2 separate regions of the Drosophila melanogaster genome follow, and region 2 is linked to region 1. Evidence: chromatin contacts called from public Hi-C data. All regions are on one chromosome and are shown on one strand. The core of a region is the stretch at or near the end of the contact, and the rest is flanking DNA. Distances in the headings are between cores, read along the strand shown.

Region 1 (6,667 bases), core at 2,787-5,286:
AATTGGCAAATGAATTTGCCATTTAAAGACGGTTACTTGCCGCTTGGCTTTCGCATTAGCATAAGCCGAAAAGTTTCGAATTCAGCCTTCGTAGATTCCCGAGTTTATGGCCGTTAAAAGTTAGCGACGCGCATGTGTGTGCGAAATAAACCCACTTGGTTAATTTGCCATAAAGTAAAAACCATAATTTACACTCGTGCCATTTCCTCGCCTGGTAATTAGCGAATGCTAATTGCATTTGCCGCGGGAAAGAAACCAAACCGAATGCACGAGCAGTGCGGAAAACTATTTTATAAATAATTTCCCGCAACTCAGAGTGCTGCTGCTGTAAGTAGATGTGGCAGGTAGTCCTGGAGTGGGTGTAAGGCGATGATGGAGGGTCTGGCGCGGAACTAATTTCGCTGAGAGCCCAATGGCAATATGAAATAATTTATATTCAAAGCGCACGAGGCTCCAATGCTTAACATAAGCTTAGGTACTGGCAGGCAGATTGGATTCCTTTAACTGCAGGAATATGTTATGCTCTTTAGGGTAAAGTTAGACTAGAAGTACTGCAAACAAACTACGTAGCAAGGATTTATATAATCACCGTATGTAAAGGCTAGGGAATATATCAATATGCAGTTATTCATATCAGAAATACTTTTTATATTATCAAGATGCATGCTCTTCAGAAGGCATTTTCAATTACCCTTCTACCCTATGACGGAAACGATAAAATCGTAGTTAACATCAAATTATGAACGATATTTTTTTCACCTGCACAACTGGGCTTAACTATACTGAAAGAGCACCTGCAGACACCTGTAGATGGCTTCAGTTATGGGCTTATGTGGGCGTGATTTCAGCCCCACGACCATAACGAAAACTGTGAAGCCCTTTTGCCATAAAACCATGTGATAAGCGTTGCATATTTATGCAGCCGACTGGCGTAAACTAGTGGAAATTTGCAGTACGGTGGGCAAATGCGGTGGGGTGGGGAGATGGCGGAAAAGTGCACATGCAACAGAAGCGAAAACAAAGGCAGGACAAGGCCGAGCGGGGCAACAATAACCAGTAACAGGCAGCGTTTATGTGCATGCCAATGTGCATAAATTCCTTGGGTTCGCTACGCTCATGTTTGTGTTTGTTTTTGAGTTTGTGTGGGTTGCTTGGCTGGAGGCGTGGAATAAACTGCGCTGTTTATTAAGTTTGTGCATCATGGGCGGCATGTGTGGGTGTGGCGAAAATATTCATGTTATTTTATGCAAATGCAATGCTAATGTCACCGCCCATTGCCCTCTGGGCCCAGTGACCTTGCAAGATATATGGGTCTCATAAAACATTGGCTTGGGGTCACTTGAACGCGTGCCAGTAGACTGTGACATCAGCCATGCCAAGTAATTAACCGCTTAACGTGATTACCGACCATTCTGCTGACAGACAGACGGACAGAAAAGTGGCACTCGAAAGGCGGAACATCAAAAGGCTTTCATATTGCCGGAGTGTAGGAGTATATCATGTATTGTTTGGCTTCCACGGCTTTGTTGCCTTCTATTTTCTCTGGAGCACGGCTTGAAGACCCTTTAAGATTGCAACATGAAAAGAACAAAACTGAATGGCAGGCAACGAGCAGACGTTGCACGGCTGAAAAGGCCATAACACGTAGCACTGAATGAACACTTGTCGGGGGAAATGGGCAACAAAGCAGGCAATCCTTCTGCACAACGAACACAATGCACTCTTATTCGAAAAGAAAAAATTGTTAAAACAATGCATCTTAGCTGTAGAAGATATTCTCTTCAAAATAACATATATGTTATAAATAAGCCTGCTGAAAATTAATTAAAAATCTTAAAGTATAATACTTTGCATACCTTTCAAACAGATATTACCTCTCTCAAGGGTAGGTAGTGCAGTGTTCATGAGAAAGATGGTTCAGAATGGGCCAGCAAGGACACGGCAACAGGAATGGGAATCGTGGGCTTTATGCAGTCAAAAAGTAGTTTACACGTTGTTGCACAATTTATGTTTGTGCAACACGTAAGGCCTTTTGTGGCAGGCCCACGCCAGCAGAGAACTAAATGTTGGGCAGGTCTGAAGGTCCTTGTCTGCGTCTAGTTGCAACCTGGCTTTTATTCCGGCAGCTTGCTTGCCCTTTGCACACTTCCTTTGTGCCATAAGCCAGAAGTGCCCGAAAACACAGCACACACGATACATCCGAATGGCAATCCAAAATGCCAACAAGCGGCAGCTTAAATCGGCCACGGGAAACACCTCTTTAATAGGAGCTTCATGACCGTTTTTTCGGTTTCTCCATCGGGGAAATCTGGCCACTTGGCTGCAAATGGAATTGCCATTAAAACTGCATTCTTAAATTATTTTGAGGTATGCCGTTGAGAGGACTTCTGTTGCCGCGCAAGGACTGTGGCGTAACAGAAAACAAAGCAAAGCTTTCTGGTTTAGAAGTTTTGTGGTTTTCTTTGCTTGCTAGCTGAAATTTCACGACGGTCAACAAAGGAGTGCGCTCCAAAATGTAGCTAGTAATTTTCATTTAATTCTCAGTGTGGGTTTCTTTGGCTGCAACAGTGGCAGGACCAAATTGCCACCGACTTGACCCTCAAAAGGGCACCCATTAAATGTCGCGACTGGTCGCGGTCATGAAGCGCCAGAAATTGGCTCTGTGCGGCGGTAATTAGCCCAGACCAGTTGGCCCTGATCGCGTGTATGGTGGTAGTACTTTAGGACGGGTCAACACTGGTCGTCGGTGACGTGCCATAAACCGCTGGCAACGAATCCGGTGTCAGAGGGCATGCACTTAAATTTACAACCCCTTTTAAACCCAAACCCTCCAATGCCAATGCGCTTTTAGTTTTAATTGCTGCTCAGGCTCTGGCCGATAGTGGCTACAAGGCGCTGAAATGACTTCCTGCATTAATCTCGACAGCAACAATATATCGGGCATACATTAAGTTAAGTTTATATTTTATACGGTAGCACTTAAAGGAGAATGTGTGAGCTAATTCGTAAATAAGAATGTGGTCTTGCAGGTTTCCTACTTGACCTTGTTCACAGGCAGGTACGTGGCACTAGGCGCTGCGGCTGGTGGTGGAATATATCCTGCCGAAGGAGCCTCCAGTTCGGCGCTTACACTTCCGCTGGAAGGCCGACGCTCATCAATCAGCTGCACCTGCTGCTGTTGCTGTTGCTGCTGCTGCTCTTGCTGTTGCTGCACTTTGGTGGCAAAGTCCAGGACTGGTGCCACGCCTCCGTTGTAGGAGGTGCTGGCTCCACCCAGACGCTCGTACTCCTGCTGAATGGTACGCTGGGCATTGATGGCGTCCTGCTGGGTGCGGTACTTGACGAAATGCACCTCCGGCTTGCTGGCGCTCACATGGTTCAGGTTCTGCAGCTGGTTGGCCAGGCTGGACAGATCACCCTGTTTGGTCAGGACATAGATGGCGGTCTGCTGCTCGGCAGCCTGCTTGGCCAAGGCCAGAGCGGCGTTCTCCAGACCCTTATTCTCGGGGGCCCTGATGAAAACCACACGGAGGTTCTTCTTCAGAGTAGCAGCCAGATCACTGACACTCTTATTATCCTCAAAATCGGCCTCGGGAGCGGAGTAGGTGAAGAACTCCTTGTTAAATTCGGTGTTTACAGGAGCGTAGTTAGTGGAATAAGATCCCCCGGACAGGGAACCACTAGAAAGGGAACCACCAGAAATGGAGCCACCTGAGATGGAGCCACCTGAGATGGAGCCACCTGAGATCGAGCCTCCAGAGATGGAGCCTCCAGACAGAGAGCCTCCCGAGATGGATCCGCCTGATCCAATGCCAGCTCCATAGTTATAGCCGCCTACATCAGCGCGAGCCACAGCCAAGACAGCAAAAATCTGGCAAAGAAAGCTCAGGTTAATCCAACTATTTCAAACTAATAATACCATTTAAACTTACAATAAATCCACGCATATTGATAGCCCTATCCTAGCCAATATTCGATCCAATCTGTTAACGTGTTGGGCACGCCGGGAGGTGTAAACTGTTAATGCTACAGCCCATCTTGTCGAGGGGCGTTTTTATAGCCCGACCCTAATCAGGTCCAATATAAGATGCAGATTTTCGTGATGAGACAGCGGGTGTAGCCCATGCCATTGATGCTAATCCAGCACAAATACCAATACCCGTTGCAGGTGACGCAAAGCCCTCAAAACTGTATCCGCCAGCATTTGTTTGCATAAATTCGAAAACGGTTTGCCAATTTCGTTGGCAATGAAATGCAAAAACAAACCACGACGGAACTGGATGTTGGTAGGCCAAACCAGAAATTATGGCCACTTAAGTGGAGCAATGCCATGCGATTTGCATAGCTGGTCGTATTTAATTAATTGCAGTACAGCCATATAGCTGGCGAAAAAAGGAAGAAAATAAATCAATTACAGTGTCCACAGAATTCTGCGAATGATTGGTCAAATTCAATATTAATTAATTCAGTCAATATATCTTTCCGGCAATTGCAAATTGGTAAACCGTGGCAGTGAATACTGGCTATGATGGATCACAAATCAATCGCTAATCGAGCTGCGACTCTCTGCCGACTGTCCACCGTATCTAGTTTATGATACATAATTTCGATTTCGTAAACACACTGACTAGCAACAAAAAACAAAAGGGGCGCAGACAAAAAACCTATTTATGCAAATTAACCCCATATCGCTTGTGGCATTTTTGTGTGGTTTAGGGATTTGTTTTATTGTGTTTTCAATTTGCATATTACTGGGCATTTATGATGGCATTCATAGTGGAATTTGATATGCTTGATTCATTCATCGATTGCCCAATTGAACTTAAGGTTAGAGCCATTCGTTGCATACTTATAGGGCTGCCAGCAGTGGCTGTCAAACTGTTACGCCGGTAATGAACTTAGCCCCAATGTCTGTTGGCCCTGTGGCGCTTGCCATCGAAATGCAATCAAGCTAATTACGGAAATATGCATTTTTCAAGCCAAACATGAACATGCAACTCCGTGATTGACGATAAATGCCCAATTAAGCCAATTACGAGCGGTTGGTAGCTGGCAGTCGCGTGCAACATGTGTGGCAGCCACAGGCTACCAACTGCTTTTGTAATAATTTGATTTAAACTAAATTTATCAAATTGTTTTTCCTAATTGAGTGGATTTAATGATGAGCGATCGTCTGTCGCTCCCTTAATGAACAATTTTCCGTTTGATTTGACCTCTAATTAGTTGGCCAGCTGAGGTGGAAATATTTGTTTGGCAGCAGGACACGCATGCAATTAATATAAATAGTTCCAGGGGCACTTAATGAAGTTTTCGCATTTGCATTGAAATGCAAAACAACTCGTTCCCTGTCGCTCTCACTGGCATTTGGCCCTGTTTTTTGGCCTGAAAGTAAGGAATCGCCGGATCCGGCGGAATGGAATGGGCCTGCTGCCACTTTATAGTGCATAAATTATTCAATGAACCGCATGCCAGGATGAGTCGGCGGCGACAAAAGAAGCTCCGCTGTCAGTTATAATTTCACACGCATAACAGTTGCCGTTGTCAGTTGTGGTGGTGGTGGTAGGAAAGGTAGCTAACGGTGCCAATGGAGTTTCCTGTCGACATACACTGCACAAATTATTTTAATTTGGCTAAAAGCGCAAGCAACAGCTTATGGGAGAAAGCTATAATCTTGTTGGCGAAATTGCTAAAAAAAAACGTCTTCATTGTCTGTATTTTGATTGGCATTGAGAAAACTGTGCGAACTTTTTTGTCAGTGTTCTGTTGCTGGCTAACCCAGTTTTAAACTTGTTTTTTTTCCAGCGCTCTTTTGTGCGCGCGCGCATTTAAGCCGTAAGTTAGACACTTGTTAGGTCGACATCGACTTGGCATCGCTGCCGATGACGAAACACTTTACACCCATGAATAGTTAATACAAATTAGCTGGCCCTGGGCAATTACTTGGCAACAAAATTTGCATGCGTTGCGCTGTGTAATTTTCGGGTTTCGAAAAGGCGGAGGTTCTAACTCCCGGGCCAGGATTTGATTTTGGCCAAAAGTTTGGGTGGTAATCTGTTTGGTTTCTTTGCCATTTGCCGCTGTAGTTGTTTGCCTGTTGTTGCCAAGTTGCGGCTCACCCAAGTTCCGGTTTCCGATCTCAAGACCTCTTTTTGTGCATGGCGGCATAAGAAATTCATGGTTTTGCTCGTAGCCCTTACGCCCACTTAAGTTGCTTTGCTTGTTCCAGCTAAGTGAGTTGATGGTGGGTCGAATGCTCTTGTTTCGATTGGAAATCTTGTTGCTTCGGACCCTTTAGTGCTGTCGGTTATTCAGAGGGATGGTTTTGGCGAGAAGGAAGCTAAAAGTTTCATACAATAACAATAAAGTTAATGAAAAGGAATTGTAACATCGGTCGGAGTAGCTAATCCTCTTCTATTAGCACGTCAAAAATTGTGTGAGATGGTGATTTTGTGGGATTATATGTTTTACAATATGTTTTTCGTCTGCCGTCAAAAACTTTCTATCAGTGAAAAATAGAAATGATTGCTTTTTATATTAGTAACGCTTATAAGCTGTCAGGTTATACTATGAATTATTTATAGGACCAACCACCTTATGTATGTTTGGTACCAAATCCTAAAAAAAAGTTTGAACAATTTAGATTATTTTATCGGGAAGTTAGTAACTT
Region 2 (6,667 bases), core at 2,603-5,102, 58 kb before region 1:
GTTCCGCATACCCGGATTTGGATTGTAGTTCATCTTTCTGGATCAGTAAATTGTATTCAAAATTTCGCTTTTTAACACATCACCATAAGCATTTTGTTGTGTGACCGGAGTTTAGTGTTGCCAAATACCAAAGCATGACCGCCTACCAGAATGTTTGCACTCCGATAGATAAAATACTAAAAGTTACAAAAAAAAATTATAGATATCTTTGTTTTTTTTTTTTTTTGTATTATATTTTGTATATTTGTACATTTCTCTATTTTTATAACGTTTACTCCGTAAGTTTACTTATATGTAAATTTATACACTATTTTATTTATACACTAAACTTTCTTTAAGACAATTTCCTATTGTTCATCTTATTGCGATATATGGATTTATGTGCCAATGGATGTCTCAGTACTCAAATAACTGATTTCTTGCATTGGTGGTAACAGAAATATCATCAAGTCAGCCATTATATAAAAGAACATATGTAGATGAAAATTTAAATTGATTGTATTTTAAAGATAAAATATTTTCATAGATTTTGGAGAGTGGATTTTTTTATTAAACTATGCGTTTAAGTGGAAAAGGGCTATAAACAAAACGAGTTGAATAGCAGAGTGACCATGTGAGTTTTGACAGTGCCATCTGGCAACACTGTCGGCTTACTTTAATTTTTAGCGCATTCCGCAGCGCAAAACAAAACAAATTTGATTAGTTAAATAATTGACTGCAGTTCACTTTATTGTTAAGTCAAAGTTATGGAGAACGCACTTAAACGGCGATCTTTAACGCTCAGCACGCGTCTGCTGCATAAGCGCCACAGTGGTAAGGATTTCCAAGCTCGAAAAATCAGGAATATCCATAAAACAATCCTTTGTTAATAGCTTCACCACAGAGCGTACGCACAGGGCACAATGTAAGTGTATCCGTGGACACTCCCGGCTCGCCCAACTCCTCAGCAGTAGTGGGAATCACGTCCGACCTGGAGAGCACTCCACCACACAAACACAAGCCCAGCTTGGACGACAGTGTGGACTTCTCGCCCCGTTTGGACATCAGCCTTTCGCCCAGCTGCCTCTTCTCCCAGACACTGGCCACCGAAAGTCCGGAGGTGGGCTGGCGCTGGAACCGAAGCAGCAATGCCACCACGGACAGTGGCTTCGACTCCGCGGAAATAGGCAGTTTGAGCCAGCGCGAACGACGCCGGCAGATAGCCTTTAAGGGCGTCGAGGATAGACGCAGCCAACTGGACAATGAGCAGTGGCGGGCACAGCAGATGCGGGCTAATGTTCTTCTTAAGGAGCGCTGTGCTAGGCTCAATAGCCAGTTGGAGCAAATAGCTGTGTCCGAACCAGTAATGCCACTAAAAACTCCTAAAGCTCCGTCACCTGTTGCTCCCCGCACAAGATTAACCTGCACGAAGGCTACGCCAGAGCCAGTGCTTTCCCCTGTAGCTGCCTCCGATCCAATGGCAGACTTCCTCAACGACTCGGAGACGGATCTCTTCCTGCTTGAGGCCTCCCAGCAACTGGAGTCGAAAATAGAACACCATGAACCTCCCAAATCAAGCACAAGCACCACACCCACTAGGCACCACACGGCAAAGCGACCCTCCTTCTACATGAAATTTCTGGAAGACGAAAGCGAGGGCGAGGACTGGCTAAACGCCCTAGAAGAGGCAGTGCAGCAGGCCACAATGCCGAAGAAGCCGCGCACCTCGCTGCAGCGCTACAAATCAATGCCAACCACAGGGGATTCGTGCAGCGGAGTGTCCACCCTGACCAATGTGACGGCCAATTCAAATGCCTGCACAAGTGCCTCCTCCGCATCTGGTTCAGAGCTAAGGGATACTCCGCGCATCAAACGGCACGCCAGTTCGCACGCTCTGTCCCCAGCCACATCGCATGGTAAGTGCCAGAGTGAAGTCAAACATTTCTAGACCAAAGCAAACTCATCATTTCGTTCCCTGCAGCGCGCGGCAAACTCTTTGGCAGCCGGAAATGAAACCCGATTAGGTAACCAGCCCCTGAATACAATCAGCTTCCCTTCAGCGAGTACCAATTGTGATGAGCAAAGTTAGAGTTTAAGATATTTCGTTTTGTTTCGCTTGACTTGCGTGCCCCCTTGCCTGAGCATTCTGTATACGAGTACGCTAATTGATTAATGCAGCTCCAAAGCGTCTTTGAAAATGTTAATTTAAGCCTAATTAAAAATTAATTGTAATTTAAAGCAGGACCCTTAATATTCGCATCGAAGGCCTGTGCGTTCGTTCGGCGCATGCGACTCGCCATATGTTCGGCATTATCGGGCCGCGAACGCGCCGCCCACCAGTACCACCAGTACAGGTGGCAGGACGCAGACGGACAGGTGGATACGACTGGTCGCCGACAGGCAGTGAATTGACGTCCCCCGGTTGAGCTTTCATTCACGGATAGGAAGCTCGTTGAGTGCGACAGCGTTTTAAATTAATTGAAATGTAGGCGAAGGATTTCTGTTTTAATATTCAGACTATGGTTATATATAGGTCAGTTGGATTTCTTCGCGTCTTTGAGTTGCTTGAGAAGCAGCTGATAAACCCAACAAAATTAGTATTTAATTACACGTTACCTAAGTACGCCAATTCCTCATCATCTTCGATTGTTTCAATGAATATTTCGTTTTCTTTTTTCCACTATTGATAAACCTGTTTAATATATTATTAAGCCTAATGTAAATGCTTACATTGTGCTGGTTTTTTATATATGTATGAAACATTCAAGACCCAAGCCTTAATAATTTAGTGTATACAAAAGTATTTCTTATTTTTCGTTTATATTACATAAGTTGTATTGAAAAACAAATAAAAACTGCAACTTATTTATCTCTTGAGTTATTTTTCCGGCAACCAATCAAGCAAACATTACCCAATGTTAATTTATGTGGAGTTCATAAAATTAAATTTAAAATGCAATGAGGAGTCTAAGAAGGGATTTCCCTGGAAAACAGAATTTATGGCAAATGAAATCAAAGTGTGTGAATCCCATCTCGCACTTAAAACTCGGGAGGAGGCAACAATCAAGTCGGCATGAAAAGCCGGCGAAAGTTGCCCCAGCTGTCTTCACTTTTCGCTTGGCCTGCAGTTTAAAGGCTTGGGTGCTCGAGGCTTTATGAACCTATTTGGGCTAAGGTCAAAGTTGAAGCCCTTTCGCAGCCATTACGCGTAAGAGGCAATTGCGCCCATGTTTATGAATAGTCCTCCTCCAGTCGTCAGTAGTCCCTTCGCCATTCGAACCGCAGGAGCAAGTGACTCCATTCAGCCGAATCGTGCCATTCAGCCGAAAGTCAGCGAAAGTCAAGTATGCTGCCATATGTTTACGGAGCGCAGCATAAACCAATGACAAAACACTAGCTACAACTTAGCACGGAATGGTGGGTGGCTAATGGCAGCGGGCGTCCAAACTGGTGACGTCTGCGGGCAGCCAAAGCCGCTGCAGAAGCCAAGCCAACCGAGATGGAAAGCCTGAGTCGGTGGGAAAAGCCATAGCAAAAGCTTATCCAACGCAGCTGAGCAGCAGTAGGCGAGCAGGGGCGTAGTCGGGTGGATTATGGGGGATTAAGCTTATCTGTGTGATATGTATATTACTTACTTTACCATGATAGCGTACTTCTAGTTTTGCTAGCGTACTTCTAGTTTTGTAAGCCTAACAGTAGTAGCCCCTTGGAACATTCCTGTGCACGCCACTGGCGAAGCTGGTAAGACAACGGTATCTCCGCTAGGGGTGCGTCGAGTGAGTGGCGGGTGGCTTATCGCCTGCTAGTCGGAGCTTTCGAGCGAGCTTCGGCGGCGAAGCTTTTGCCACCGCTTTGGCGCCTGGCGGACATTCATAATGGCGTCCGTCGGTACCGCTGGCGAACAGTACTCAGCGCGCAGCGCCCCAGTGAAGTTCGTGGCAGCGCACAAAGACTCCAGACGAAGTACATAGAAACAGAATTTCAGGCGGAAGGAAAGCACAACAAGCTCCATAGAAGGGGCCAAAAATACACAATAAAGAAAACAAATTGCAACCACAACAAGAGGATATTTTGCCAACCGAGCAACTTGATCCTGGCTACCCAATTCGCGTCGCCAATTCGCAGAGTGTGCAGTGGAGCGCGTCCTTTATTTTCGTCAGCACTTCGGTATCCTGCCAACGGAAAAAAATCACCCAAAGGACGCCCCACGCACCAACTGTTTGTACGGGCTGCCAGAGTTGCCCCATCGCCGCCAGGAGTCAGAGGCCAGGAGGAACCCGCAGGACCAAGGCGTCCAATCTGAATTCCATGGCAGCAGCCACATGGAGCTGGCTGTTGGCCCCATTCCTGCTCCTCCACTGGGCCAGTGCAGGAGCGGGCGGAGGAGCAGGCGGCTCGGGAGCGGGACTGAGCGGCCCCGCCGTCTTTACCAGCTCCTTCCTGGTGCGCTTCCGGCGCGGAGTGGACAACTCGTTTGCCCATGATGTGGCCGACAAGTACGGCTTCGACAACCTAGGCCCGGTAAGTGGAATGTGCGAAAAATCAATTATTATATTGCCGACGGCCGGCTTGGTGGCTCGCTTCTTTTGGGCCAAGTTGTTAGCGTTTCTGGCTGACATGCTGCACTTGTCGGGCGCGTGTCAGGCGTTAATTGCGATTGCTCGAGGGGTCTGGGTGTCCTAGTGCTCGAGTGTGTGTGTGGATACCAGGAGCGTGCTCGGAATGCCAAAGGCAGCTTTTGGCCAGCTGGCGAGCGGCAAAGTTTTTGGGGCTTGTGGCATTGGCCAACTTCCGTCGGCAGAGCGAAGTTTCCGCTGCATACCGCCAGGCGCAAATTTGCGCATTGCATGCTAAAGACCCATTGCATTCGAGCCAAGGTCAACGTGGCGAAAATAAACTTGCCCACACACGGGGGTAAATAACATCATAATAGGTCAGTAATTTGCACTCGAATCGCTTCTGTCTGCGGCACTTTGACCTGTCATTCCAACGATTTTCTGCCCAGATTATGTCGAGTTTCAAATGAAAAAGTGTAAATAGAATGGAATCAATTCGCTACGGATCAATGATGCATGTATAATCATTTCCAAAGTATTGCTTCTTGTATGTTTGCTTATCATACAAACTATTCGTTGCGAAATCATTCCTGTTGTAATTCCATGTGCAACGTCAGTATGGACTTTCACTTTCTGCAATCCTGACAGCCCTGCGATTCGCATCGAGAAACCCTCTTATGGGTTTGTCATCCGTCAACGTAATGCGTAACCATTGCCCAATTCTGTCAGCACTTGACAGCTATGACGCGCACTTGTTGCACACGCACTCGGATTAGGTCAATAACTCACTCGAGGATTTCAGGATTAATGCGAATTCAAGAGCTGGAACGGACGCAATTAATTAGGGGCATCAATAACAACTAGAGAGCGGTAGATGGGCATGGGGGAGGGACTACAAAAAGCTGGCGCTAAATCCAATTAACTCTCCTATTCCTTGGAAATCCGATATCCAGTCGTCACCTGAGGCCCCGGCTCGCTGTTCCTGGCGGATGGCGTGGTCCTTGTTATCCGATGGCTTTATTGCGACATCGATGCTGTTTGCAATGGCGCAATCTCATCTGCCCCCATCTCAGCCAAAAGCTGATTGCATGCCGCAGTTGCCATGGCCACAGCTCTCGCATTGCACAGGCGTACATACGGGTCCTGGGAAAGGGACTAATTGCGTCGGAATGTTTTCTTTGCAAACGAAACACAAGCAAAAATCTGTGCAATTTCAAACGACTAATTCCTCTCGATTTCCTTCATGCCCGTAGAGACAATCTTTTTCAGGGGAATTTCCACTCTAATTATGTAGCTTCGTAATTATTATTGATTTTTTACCCACTTAATTGCCGATATAATCCTATCAGAGCTAAAAGATTTTCCTGCTCAACGTTTTAAAAATAGCCCCCGATTTAATTACAAATCGCAGCCTGTTGCCATTTCCCCTCCGGACTTCGAACTCGTTTTTAGATAATTGCCCAAAAATCCCATGCTCTGTGTGGGTGTGGTCCTCGTAATAAATGTGCGGCACATGTATCAAAAACCAAAAAAAAAAAAGAAAAGAGGAAAACAACGAAAAATAAAACTCAAATGAAATCTGTTGCTCCTACGTCAAACGCTATCGCCGAGCACAAATCAAAATGTATCCCAAACCAAAAGTGAGTGCTTACCCACGGCAAACTCACTTTTGCTCTCATACCAATCGATATTGCGTATACGCCGCATCTTATCTGCGGTACTCTGACAATGAGTGTGTTTAGATTTTATTGCCTTTGATGTTACGACCTTATCGGCAGTAAAACGTTAGATTCAGTCAGCTATTGCCGTGCAAATCTAAATAAATCTCGATCCCGCGTTGAATGTAATTGCCGCCCTGAAACTTGAATGCGGCTCACTGTGAGGCAAAAAAGAAAGCGAAAGTCAATTTCTTGCTCAAGTAAATACATATGCTTCCTTACTGCCCACGCAGGATTATTGCCCACGCTGTTGGCGGAGTTTAATACCAGCAGCTATCTCTGCAGTTTCGTGCCCAGTGGTTGGTTGGCCTAGAATATTTTCCAAACTTCTTGGCCAAAGCCACAAAGCGACTCGTCTTTGCGATTATTAAAAGTTTACCAACGACCGGGCCGAAAGCCTTTGAGCATGCATGG

What was found. A called contact is a pair of places that touch in the nucleus more often than the background predicts.
Region 2: a Hi-C map of the Kc167 cell line shows a contact between it and region 1, with 2.7 times the contacts expected there. The contact joins the promoter of amon here to the promoter of Tb in region 1. A contact is called at or near these places in 24 of 107 Hi-C or Micro-C datasets (the Clone 8 cell line, the D17-c3 cell line, the Kc167 cell line and 7 more) and 1 of 6 datasets of contacts at active chromatin or transcription factors (the Kc167 cell line).

What each region holds. Positions count from the first base shown.
Region 1 is chr3R:26,653,809-26,660,475 of dm6, reverse strand. Tb (Tubby) reads right to left here and starts at 4,036. Exons shown (of 2, transcript NM_143237.4): 1 at 3,933-4,036; 2 at 2,945-3,871. The coding sequence starts at 3,947. The coding sequence ends at 3,035. The region is part of intron 7 of beat-VII (beaten path VII); the gene reads left to right.
Region 2 is chr3R:26,711,344-26,718,010 of dm6, reverse strand. It overlaps amon (amontillado), which reads left to right and starts at 3,852. Exons shown (of 12, transcript NM_057970.4): 1 at 3,852-4,500. The coding sequence starts at 4,288. CG6425 reads left to right here and starts at 622. Exons shown (of 3, transcript NM_143240.3): 1 at 622-813; 2 at 873-1,895; 3 at 1,961-2,846. The coding sequence starts at 747. The coding sequence ends at 1,992. Yif1 (Yip1-interacting factor 1) reads right to left here and starts at 140. Exons shown (of 4, transcript NM_170285.2): 1 at 12-140. The coding sequence starts at 33.